Regions from separate parts of the Mus musculus genome. Here region 2 is linked to region 1. Evidence: chromatin contacts called from public HiChIP or PLAC-seq data. All regions are on one chromosome and are shown on one strand. The core of a region is the stretch at or near the end of the contact, and the rest is flanking DNA. Distances in the headings are between cores, read along the strand shown.

Region 1 (4,873 bases), core at 618-3,117:
AGGTGAGAGACAAGGAACCGGCAAGCATAAGTAGAAAGTTTCTAATTGTGAAGGAAACTGCAGCAGAAGAACTTGTCTTTTATATACGGAAACGGTATGATGGATTTTTATCATTAAAATCTCATTAGCAAATGATTATTACAAATGTTGGGCTATAAACCAGAAAAGAAAACCTGTTCTTATCCTCATGTATCCTGAAGTTCAGCAAAGGGATGGTCCTTGCATACAGACTGTAATTGCAGAATCAGAGGTCAACTGAGTCCCCTTACTTTCCAACATGTTCCTATGTCACCTCTGACTTCATTTTTCACTGGTGTCCCAAGTATGAGTCACACTAAGCGGACATGGTAAGCAATCCTGGTAAGTTGAGCATGGAATGGCTTTATGGATATTAGTAAAACTCGTGCACTTAACAGTTGTGGGTTGAGGTCTCAGTATATCGCATTCTCTTTGCTCATTGTTAGTTTTTAAAATATGGACTTGTGTAGCCCAAGTTGTCCTTGAAGTTCCTTTGTAGCCAAAGATGGTTTTGAAGTGACCTTGCCACCTCCACCCCTTAAGTGCAGCACCATGGCTGGCTTGATTTTTACATTGTTTATAAACGATATCTGAATATGCCCTATGCTTCTATAGCTTGCCTTTTTATGAAAATAGCAGAAACAACACAAAAATTTCCTAATACTAGTAATAGTGCACAGTGTTTGCTATAATATAATGTTTTATATTTGTCTTAGTATTTTATTGTCTTTCTTAGTCTTTTAACTATATAAACTCTTTCGATGTTCATAATGTTCCCCACCCCCACACCCACCCCCGCCACCAGATACACTCAGGTAGTCTCATGGAGTAGGTACTTCATAAGACCGTGAGACTTAAGGTCATCCAAGCTGATGTTTATTTTCATTTGTTTGATAGGGTGGCAGATATCATGAACTTCTGTGTCTTATGTGACCATGATGGGAAAATCATGGAATCCTGGCTTTGGGCTTGGGCGATGAACTGTAGAGATCAAATGAAGGGGGTGCACAGAATGGCAAGATTTCCAAGGCAGCAGGGTTCAGTACAGGGGGTTGAGGGATGTGAGGAAGGCCTGACCACTGACCTGACGGTCCTAGGCATATGCCCCTGCATGAGAGCAGGGACAGCTCACACTAGAAACAAAGCCTGTGTGCAGGCAGAAGGCAAGGGGAACCTTCCACTTGGTAGCAAAGCTGTATGATCCTGCGGTTTCAGAAGCTTACAGCTTTCTCAAAGGCCAGTATCTCTGCTTTGTTCCTGTCTCTGTTCATCTCTGCTTCAGGACAGTATGGCCCAGCATCCGCCAAGCAACCTAGACTAGAAGTCAGGATACGAGGGGTGAAAATTATAGAAAATATCATAGGAAAATCAGGCAATAGCCACCTGTATGCTTCCTAAATCTTAGTAGAACTTTTAAGATCTGAAACCTTCCACTCGCTGCCTTTATTGAGCTATAATTCACAGATAATGGGTATGCGTTAACAGGACACAATGTAGTATCTTCATGTGTACATATCTTGTGAAATGATAATCATAGAACAAAATTAATCTGTCTGTCTGTCTCTGTCTCTCTGTCTGTCTGTCTCTCTCTCTCTCTCTCTCTGTGTGTGTGTGTATGGTGTATGTGTATGTGTTTGTGTGTTTGCCTACATAGATATCTTTTTACCGTGGGTATAGTGAGAACCTTTGAGATCTGTCTTATTTTCTCAAGTTTCAAATGTATGCTACACTATTGATCCCCATCCTCCTTCTTTATCCTGCCTTCTGGTACCCCCTAGCTTGTGCTTCTGTTCTCTAGTGCTCTGACCTTTCTTTCTCAGTCTCCCTCCCTTGCTCCTCTTTTGCCCAGTGCCATGGCTCCCTGAGTCTCTAGGGGGTGCTTCCACCTCACCTCCCTCCTTAGCCACATCCTCTCCACAGCATCAGTTGCCATCTGCATTCTAATGCAGTTTGCATTATCCAGAGTTCTGACCTTTCATCTAAGCTCCAGGTTCATAAATTCAATTAAATCTCTCTATTTACATATCTCATGAGTACCTCAAATTTAACACTTCTTGCACGCAGCCCACATTCTTATCACCTGCCCTGCCCTGCTCCTCCTCTTCCTGTTTTTCTGTATCAATGACACTTTTTGAATGCTTCCCTGACCCAGCATTTTGGGTTTAGCCTTCAAATCTCTACCTCTTTTAAATAGGTTTTTCTTTTCCTCCTCCTCCTCCTCCTCCTCCTCCTCCTCCTCCTCCTCCTCCTCCTCTTCTTCCTCCTCCTCCTCCTCCTCCTCCTCCCCCTTCTTTTTTGTGTTTTTACTGGGCACATGTCACATTTGGGACTTTCCAGCATCTTACAAATAATTCACATGTAATAGTCCTACCTCCCCAACCCAGAAGTAAGTCCAACTTTCAGCTTCCTTTGCAGTGCAGATGGCTGGAGCAGACAAGGGCTTGCCCTAACGGGTGCTTTCCAGATGAGATTTGAGTCTGACGTCTTTGGTATAAGGACCAGAAACATGGAGGGCATAGCCCTTGCCAATATGGCTCCTTTAGGCGTGATTAGCTTTCAGGCAGCAACTGAAATTGCAATAGGATTGCTGACACCGAGGCAGCATTGGTGCTGAAGTTTTAGCAGTGGCTGTGGAGACAGATCCTGGCATTCTGCAGGTGACAGCAGCAGTGAGCTTCCTCCTTCAGAACAGTTTCACTGTGTGGTTTGATGTGTGGGTGGGGGGAGGGGTGGGGAGCCTTTTTCTGTGAGTTTAGACCAGACTTTGTTCCTTTATCCTTTACTGATCTCTGAGGTTATTATTTTTAAGAAAACAAGACTTTATTAAGCTAGCTGGAGTCAATTCTGTTGTTTGCAGCAAGAATCTTGAGCAATTTGATGTTATTGATCCTTCTGTGGAAGGAAATTTAGGTGTGTTTTGAGCTGTGTAACAGGTTCAGGGAAGGATGGGATGAACAAGAAATAGGAACCATGGGGTTGGAGAATTGTAGGATCCACCATCTAGGGTTTGATTAATCTTCCTGTATCCTTAAAGATGGTTTGTATCAGTGGAACAACAATATGAACTAACCAGTACCCCAGAGCTCTTGACTCTAGCTGCATATGTATCAAAAGATGGCCTAGTCGGCCATCACTGGAAAGAGAGGCCCTTTGGACTTGCAAACTTTATATGCCCCAGTACAGGGGAATGCCAGGGCCAAAAAAATGGGAATGGATGGGTAGGGAAGTGGTGCGGGGGAGGGTATGGGGGACTTTTGGGATAGCATTGGAAATGTAACTGAGGAAAATACGTAATTAAAAAAAAATGGTTTGTATCTTGGGTAAAGAATTATTCCCAGATGTTCTAAAAAGGCAAGGCATAGCAAGAGCAAGAAAATGGGCATCTTAGCAGAATACAATAGGTGCGAACAGAAGTGATGGATGTGTTTCTGAGCAACTGACTACGAGTCTTCATTTCATCCCAGCTCCAGTAACTTAGGCTTTGAGTCAGAGTTACTGTAATGTTCTGTGAGGTAACCTGGGGAAAGGGTAGCCCTTAGTGGTTGAGTAATAAAGTTTAACCTTGTGTCTGAGACAATTATGCACTATGTGGCCATATGTATATTATATATGTGTTATAGATTACATATAATGTATTATGTATAGCACGCACATATAAAATATTATGAAATAACTTCCATTTCACAAAAGTAGGCTTCTACTTCATGGAATTCCTATTTCCTGAGAACCTGACCCTGAGCCAGGCACTGCAGCACACGTAGTGCACATCTTTAATTTTAGTACCTGGAGATGTGACCCCGGTGAATCACCAGGTCAAGGGAAGGTTGGGATACAGAGTAGAAACTGTGTTACAATAAAATTAAGAAGGAATTGATGCGTTCAAGCGCTTTTCCCCCTAATGGATTCTTTCGAAACCAATTTAGCTGGAAGTAATTAATTCTATTTCTAAAGCGTTATTTAATTTATTATGGATCATATTTGGCATTAACGTTATTATGTATGATTCCTGGGGGTGATGGAATGGTAAAGCACTTTAGCGAGAATTAGCAGAGTCCCTTATATTTTAGGCTTAATCCTTGTTTTTATCAAGTCAGTATATTGCTCTGACTTAAAATTCAAATAGTACTGTCAACATTGGGAGAATAGCTCTTTGGGGATGGGAATGGTATTCAGTGACAGAGTGCTGCTGGCCTAGCATGCACAATGTCCATAGTTTAGTCCTCTTGCACTGATCAAAAAAAAAAAAAAAGGTAAAATAAAAGAGTAACTCTCTCTCTCTCATGTGTTACTACTTCAAATCCTACTCACTAGCAGCAGCTATATTAGCCTTTTGGTTTGGGTTTTATGTTTTGAGATAGGATCTCTCCATGAAGCCGTGGCTGGCACAGAACTTACCATGTAGGCCAACCTGAGGCAATTCTTGCCCCATCATTTCTCAAGTGATGAAATGTCAGGTGTGTAGCACAGTGCCTGGACATGTTCAGTCTTTTCTAATGATAATACACTCTTAATCTCCAAGTTTCAACTATGCCATAATCTACCTTCAATTTCCTGCAGTTGAAGCTGAAAATTTAGTTTCCTCACACCTCTCTTTTTCCTATGATTTTTGAGAGTCCTCACATCTCACACGTACAGATGAATCCAAGTTCAGTCATTTCACAATTTCTGATTAATATCCACAGACATCCCACTCTGTATCCCAAACTCCCCCTGACCTGGTGATCTACCTGGCTCACACCTCCAGGTACTAGATTTAAAGATGTGCACTGTGGGGCCATGAGTGTCGGGGAAAGAGGTGAGTGGGAGAGAACCCGCGTCCCGCCAAAGTTCCGGTGCTCTGGGCAGGTGGATGTGG
Region 2 (4,873 bases), core at 646-3,145, 540 kb after region 1:
AATAGGTCCAAGTAGAGTAACTTTGGTTAGAGCCATGTCCTTACACATGGATAGAGAGTTTTCCTCAAAAGCAATGATTTGTAAAAGCCAGAAAGATATTGATAGGATCTAATCACTTTTCTGTATAGTGGTCTGAGTTCACTAGATTTCAATGGAGAATTTTAATGTAGAGAAGATTACCTAACTATGAGACAGTATGCAAAGCAATGAAAACCTATGATATTCATAGATTTTGAATATATGGAGATAGTGTTGCTGTCTCCACAGACCCAAGTGGATGTTAATGGTCTGGTCAAGCTTGCCATACAAAGTCATCACCTATGAATGAGTAGTGTTCAACTGGAACTTAATTTTTGATCAGTCACCAGAAGTATAACATTAGAAAAAAAGCAACTGAGTTATTAGTGCCAATTATATAAAATTGAACATGTAGTAATGACTAGATTCGAATTTCATAATATTATGATTTGCAGAAAATAAATTTGTGGACTCTGGTGAAGACTACAAAATGAACCTTAATGCACACATATCAAGCATATTCAATGAAAGAGGAACTGAGTTTGTTGTAATTAGACATTAAATCAATAATGAATTATTTAATAAAGAATCACAAATACTGATGTAGCCCCTAAACATTATATGAATTTTAATTGAGGGATTTGGATAGTTCCAGGTTCCCATCTGCATGGAATCTGTGCTGTTTTATGTGTGTTGCCACAGTCTCTTATTTTATATGTGAATTAGTCTTGTTTATCTGAAAGACAATGTTTCTTTGGAGTCATCCACCATCGCTGGCTCTTATAATCTTTCATCCTTGTCTCCCATACACATCCCTGATTCTTGAGGAGAATGATTTGATGAAGTCATCTTATTGAAGTCTGAATTATGGGTCTTTGTGTTCATTCCCACCTACTGCAACATCTGAAATACTATCTATTGCCTCAATACTCTTTTATAAATTTATAAGACATAAATCTTTAAAATATCCTAAATTTTATTTTAAAATTAAAGGTATGTTGGTATATAAACACTTTCTTATAACTGTGATATTCATTATCTCTAGTTGTTTTTTTATATTGATGATCAATCAAGGAACAATCTTCTAAATGCAAATCCTCTTAGAAATTTTCTTTACAAAGCTGACGTCATCCAAAGCAAAATAAATATTAGATCAAGTTACACTCTCATGGGCTTATACATGTTTCTAATTATATCACTGTCATTACTATGACTACAAATAAGTAGATGTGCCTAAGGCCCTCATGTTCTAACTTCCACTCTGATATGCTACATGCAGAGTTCTGATGTCATGGTATAATGCAACAAAAGGTACCGATGCAATCAGTGTTTCAAAATACACACCTGGTGAATGAAGAAATCATTAAAGAAATAAATTAGAGGGAGGCTAGAGACACTCTTTCAAGATTATGACCATTGTGATTACATTCTGAAGACTTCATAATGGAAACAGCAAATTATTATAGTTGATGAGGAATGGCTGGGAGACTTTAGTGAATTCCTGGCAAGCATCTGAGTTGACTTACAGGTCCAGGAGAGGCTTGAGGTTGATCCTCCCCATGGCCAGATGAATCACTGGAAGGGGTCTGATGTTGACCCTCAGAAAATTCTGAGTTGGTAGATGACCTTAAGTTACGGTTGGACATTGCCTGGGACAGATGTCTCTTTCTGTAGATACAGACTTTTTGATTGAGTTCTTCTGTTTAAAAAGACAAGAAAAGAAAAGAAAAGAAAAGAAAAGAAAAGAAAAGAAAAGAAAAGAAAAGAAAAGAAAAGAAAAGAAAAGAAAAAAAAAAGATTGCTCTCCTTTATACCTTGATAGTTAATTTTAAAGTCATGAGATTACTGGCAGTTTTTCCTTTAGTTTTTTTCACAGATCTTTGCTCTCTAATATTTCACTGAAATGATGGCATATTTTCAGATAACTTTACCATCTACATTCTGTATACCCTAACAAAGATCCCAAACCTCAGCTTGCATATATGTTTTAAATAATTTGCTCTCATTATTTCACTCTTTGATATCATCTTTATGCCCTACTGCCAGTACTTGCTAGGTTCCTCTTTTCTATACAAGATTGTCCCCACTTCTGCTTTCTAATCACATGTATTCACCCACCCCTACCATTTCTACCCTCTCTTATGACTTCTTCCATCCAATTCATGATCTCTTTTCCACCTTCATGGCTTACTCACACCTGCAAATCCATGTTCTCCACCCTACACATATAATACACTGCTCTGTAACTACATTAGTTCAGAGAGTAAGTGCTCTTCTGGGATGAAATGTGTGTTATAATTGTATTGGACATTTACTACAGATAGCTTTTTCAATTACAACTTTTAGTTGTGTTTGTCTTTGCATTTAACATTCTCTCTGATTAAGATATTATTTTTAATAGCTGAGTAGCATTCCATTGTGTAATACTATTGAGCTAGTGAGAACGAGGACATCCTGACTTTTGCGGGCAAATGGATGGAACTTAAAAATATCCTGAGTGAGGTAACTCAGATGGAAAAGGACATACATGGTATGTCACTAATAAGTGGATGTTAGCCAAAAAACACACCAAAACTAAAACAAAAAACATACAGAATACACAAGATACAGTCTACAAAATTCCAAAGGTTCAATAAGCTGAAGTGCCCATCTGAGGACACCTCAGTCCCACTTGGGACAGAGAAGAAAGCAATCATAAATAGGGAGGGAGGGAGGGACTTGGGAGGGAAAGTGGATGGGGGAGGGGCTGATCTGTTATTGGGTGAGGAAAAAGGACTGAAGCCCTGAGGGCCTGCAGAAAGAATGTAAATAGGCATCCTCAAGAACTAGGAGGTTGGAGGGGGGTGGAGGGAATCACTCAGAGTACACCAGAGACCAGGGAGGTGAGAGACTTTCAGGACTCACTGGGAGGGACCCTTGATGAAATGCCCAACAGTAGGGAGAGGAAACTTATAGAGCCCAGCTCCAGCAGAAAGACAGGACATCAAGTGAGGGATGGGATTGCTATCCTTCAGTCACTCCCCTGACCTATAATTGTTTCTCTCTGAAAGAATTACTGGGATGGAAATGGAGAGGAGCCTGAGGAAAAGAAGGTCCAGCAACAGGCCCAAAATGGGATCCAGGTCAAGGGTAGGTCCCAAGGCCTGACACTATTACTGAGGCCATGAAGTGCTCACAAAAAGGGAACTATTATGACTACCCTCCAAAAGATCCAACAAGCAGCTGAAAGAGTCAGATGCAGATATTTGCACCCAACCAATGGACTGAAGCAGCTGTTCCCTGTTGTTGAATTAGGGAAGGCTGAAAGAAAAAGGGCGATCCTATAGGAGGACCAGCAGTCTTAATTAATCTGGATCCCCTATATCTTTCAAACACTGGACCACCAAACAGACAGCATATACCAGCTGATATGAGGCCCCCAACACACATAGAGTCGAGGACTTCCATGTCTAAGTTCATTCAGAGACGATGCACCTAACCCTCAAGGAACTGGAGGCCCTAGGGAGTTTAGAGGTCAGATGGGGTGGAGGGTGGAGGCATCTGTCTGGAGACAGGGTGTGGTGAGGAGGAGGTGTGGGATGTGGAGCAGTCAGAGGGTGGATGGGGAAAAGCAGGGATTGGAATATGGAGTGTAAAAAAATGAATTGCAAATAAAATTAAATTTAAAAAAGATATTATTTTTCAAGTTGTCAATAAGATCTGAAATCCTCTCTTCTGTCTTTTAATCTGTTGGAAGAGCCTACATATGAGATGTTTGACTCCCTAAGTTTTTCATTTCCAGTTTAATTTAAGTTTGGGTTTTCTTAGTGATTTTGTATCTTTGTTAAATTCTACTTTCCTATTTGAATTGTTTTCATTATGTCATTCAATTCTATGTATTTTCAAGACCCTTATAAAGATATTTTTCATATCTTCAATCATATTTAAAATTGTTGTTTCTTTTTTTCTGGGCCTGTTATAGATTGCTGTGCAGGAAGAGTAAAATTCTTCTTGTTGTTCTTATTGGTATTTATATGTTGCAATCCATATACCTGGAGTTACAATATTTGAAGAGTTTGTGGATTATCTCTATAATGTATGGAAAAGTGGTATGCAAGCTGCCAAAGAAGAAAGACAAATAATATTCGTTCCCAGCCTATCAGCAACAACAATGGCCATCACAGAAAGATATCCCCAGTGGGGCAATAGTGGCCCTTGTATTTTAGAGGTTACCAACAACTGTTCTATTGGACCTATGAAACCTTCAATTGGAAGGAATTTATGCATAGTAATGAAAACCTAGACAGCTACTGCCTCATGAGGTCATGCTCCTGAAAGAAAAGGAGAACGACTAATTTGATGTGCTAAACTAGTATAATTGTCACCTCCATTTCATTCTAAATACCCATCCTTACGCTTAGAGATAAGAGTGACTTTCATCCTTTTACTTTGGCAGCAGATGAAAATATCACATAAATCCACAACTGATAATATTCAATAGGACAACTCACTATGTGCCCGTTCCTAATCGATACATCTATAATATAAATTCTGCACCCAAGGCTCGGGACATAAAGGAAATGGTAGAGGAAAGAATGTGAAAGCCAGATGGCCAGGTTGTTTCTTGCAAGAGAGTGTCTTCTATATGGCAGACAGTAGTATACATGAAAACTGAATAATATGGCTGCCTTAATAAGACATTCATAATGACAACAGGAGTTCACATGACAACCTGGTTGGAGGAAATCTCAAACATCTTGTCTCCAGATAAAGAGCTCCAGGAATTAATAGTTATTAAGAAAGGTAGAATCAATCTTTAAGTGTTGAGCCAAGCCCCCTGCCAGGTTATATCAAATCCCAAGTGGTTATCCCTAAT

What was found. HiChIP or PLAC-seq counts read pairs in DNA pulled down with a chosen protein or histone mark.
Region 2: a contact with region 1 is called in an H3K27ac HiChIP or PLAC-seq map of large pre-B cells, with 5 times the contacts expected there. The contact joins two enhancer-like sites. A contact is called at or near these places in 7 of 39 promoter capture datasets (the 3T3-L1 cell line, 3T3-L1-derived adipocytes, HPC-7-derived erythroid cells and 4 more) and 3 of 115 datasets of contacts at active chromatin or transcription factors (the 230-238 cell line, double positive thymocytes and large pre-B cells).

The regions. Positions count from the first base shown.
Region 1 is chr1:173,438,829-173,443,701 of GRCm38.p6, forward strand. The region is part of intron 2 of Aim2 (absent in melanoma 2); the gene reads left to right. Among named protein-coding and RNA genes, the nearest start is that of Aim2, 21 kb to the left of the region's middle. Within about 2 kb of position 1,868, at least 79 of the 459 cell types and tissues checked have an H3K27ac peak or open chromatin away from gene starts, as enhancers often do.
Region 2 is chr1:173,975,721-173,980,593 of GRCm38.p6, forward strand. It overlaps Ifi202b (interferon activated gene 202B), which reads right to left. Exons shown (of 7, transcript NM_008327.2): 2 at 1,545-1,717. The coding sequence starts at 1,664. Among named protein-coding and RNA genes, the nearest start is that of Ifi202b, 4.7 kb to the right of the region's middle. Within about 2 kb of position 1,896, at least 25 of the 459 cell types and tissues checked have an H3K27ac peak or open chromatin away from gene starts, as enhancers often do.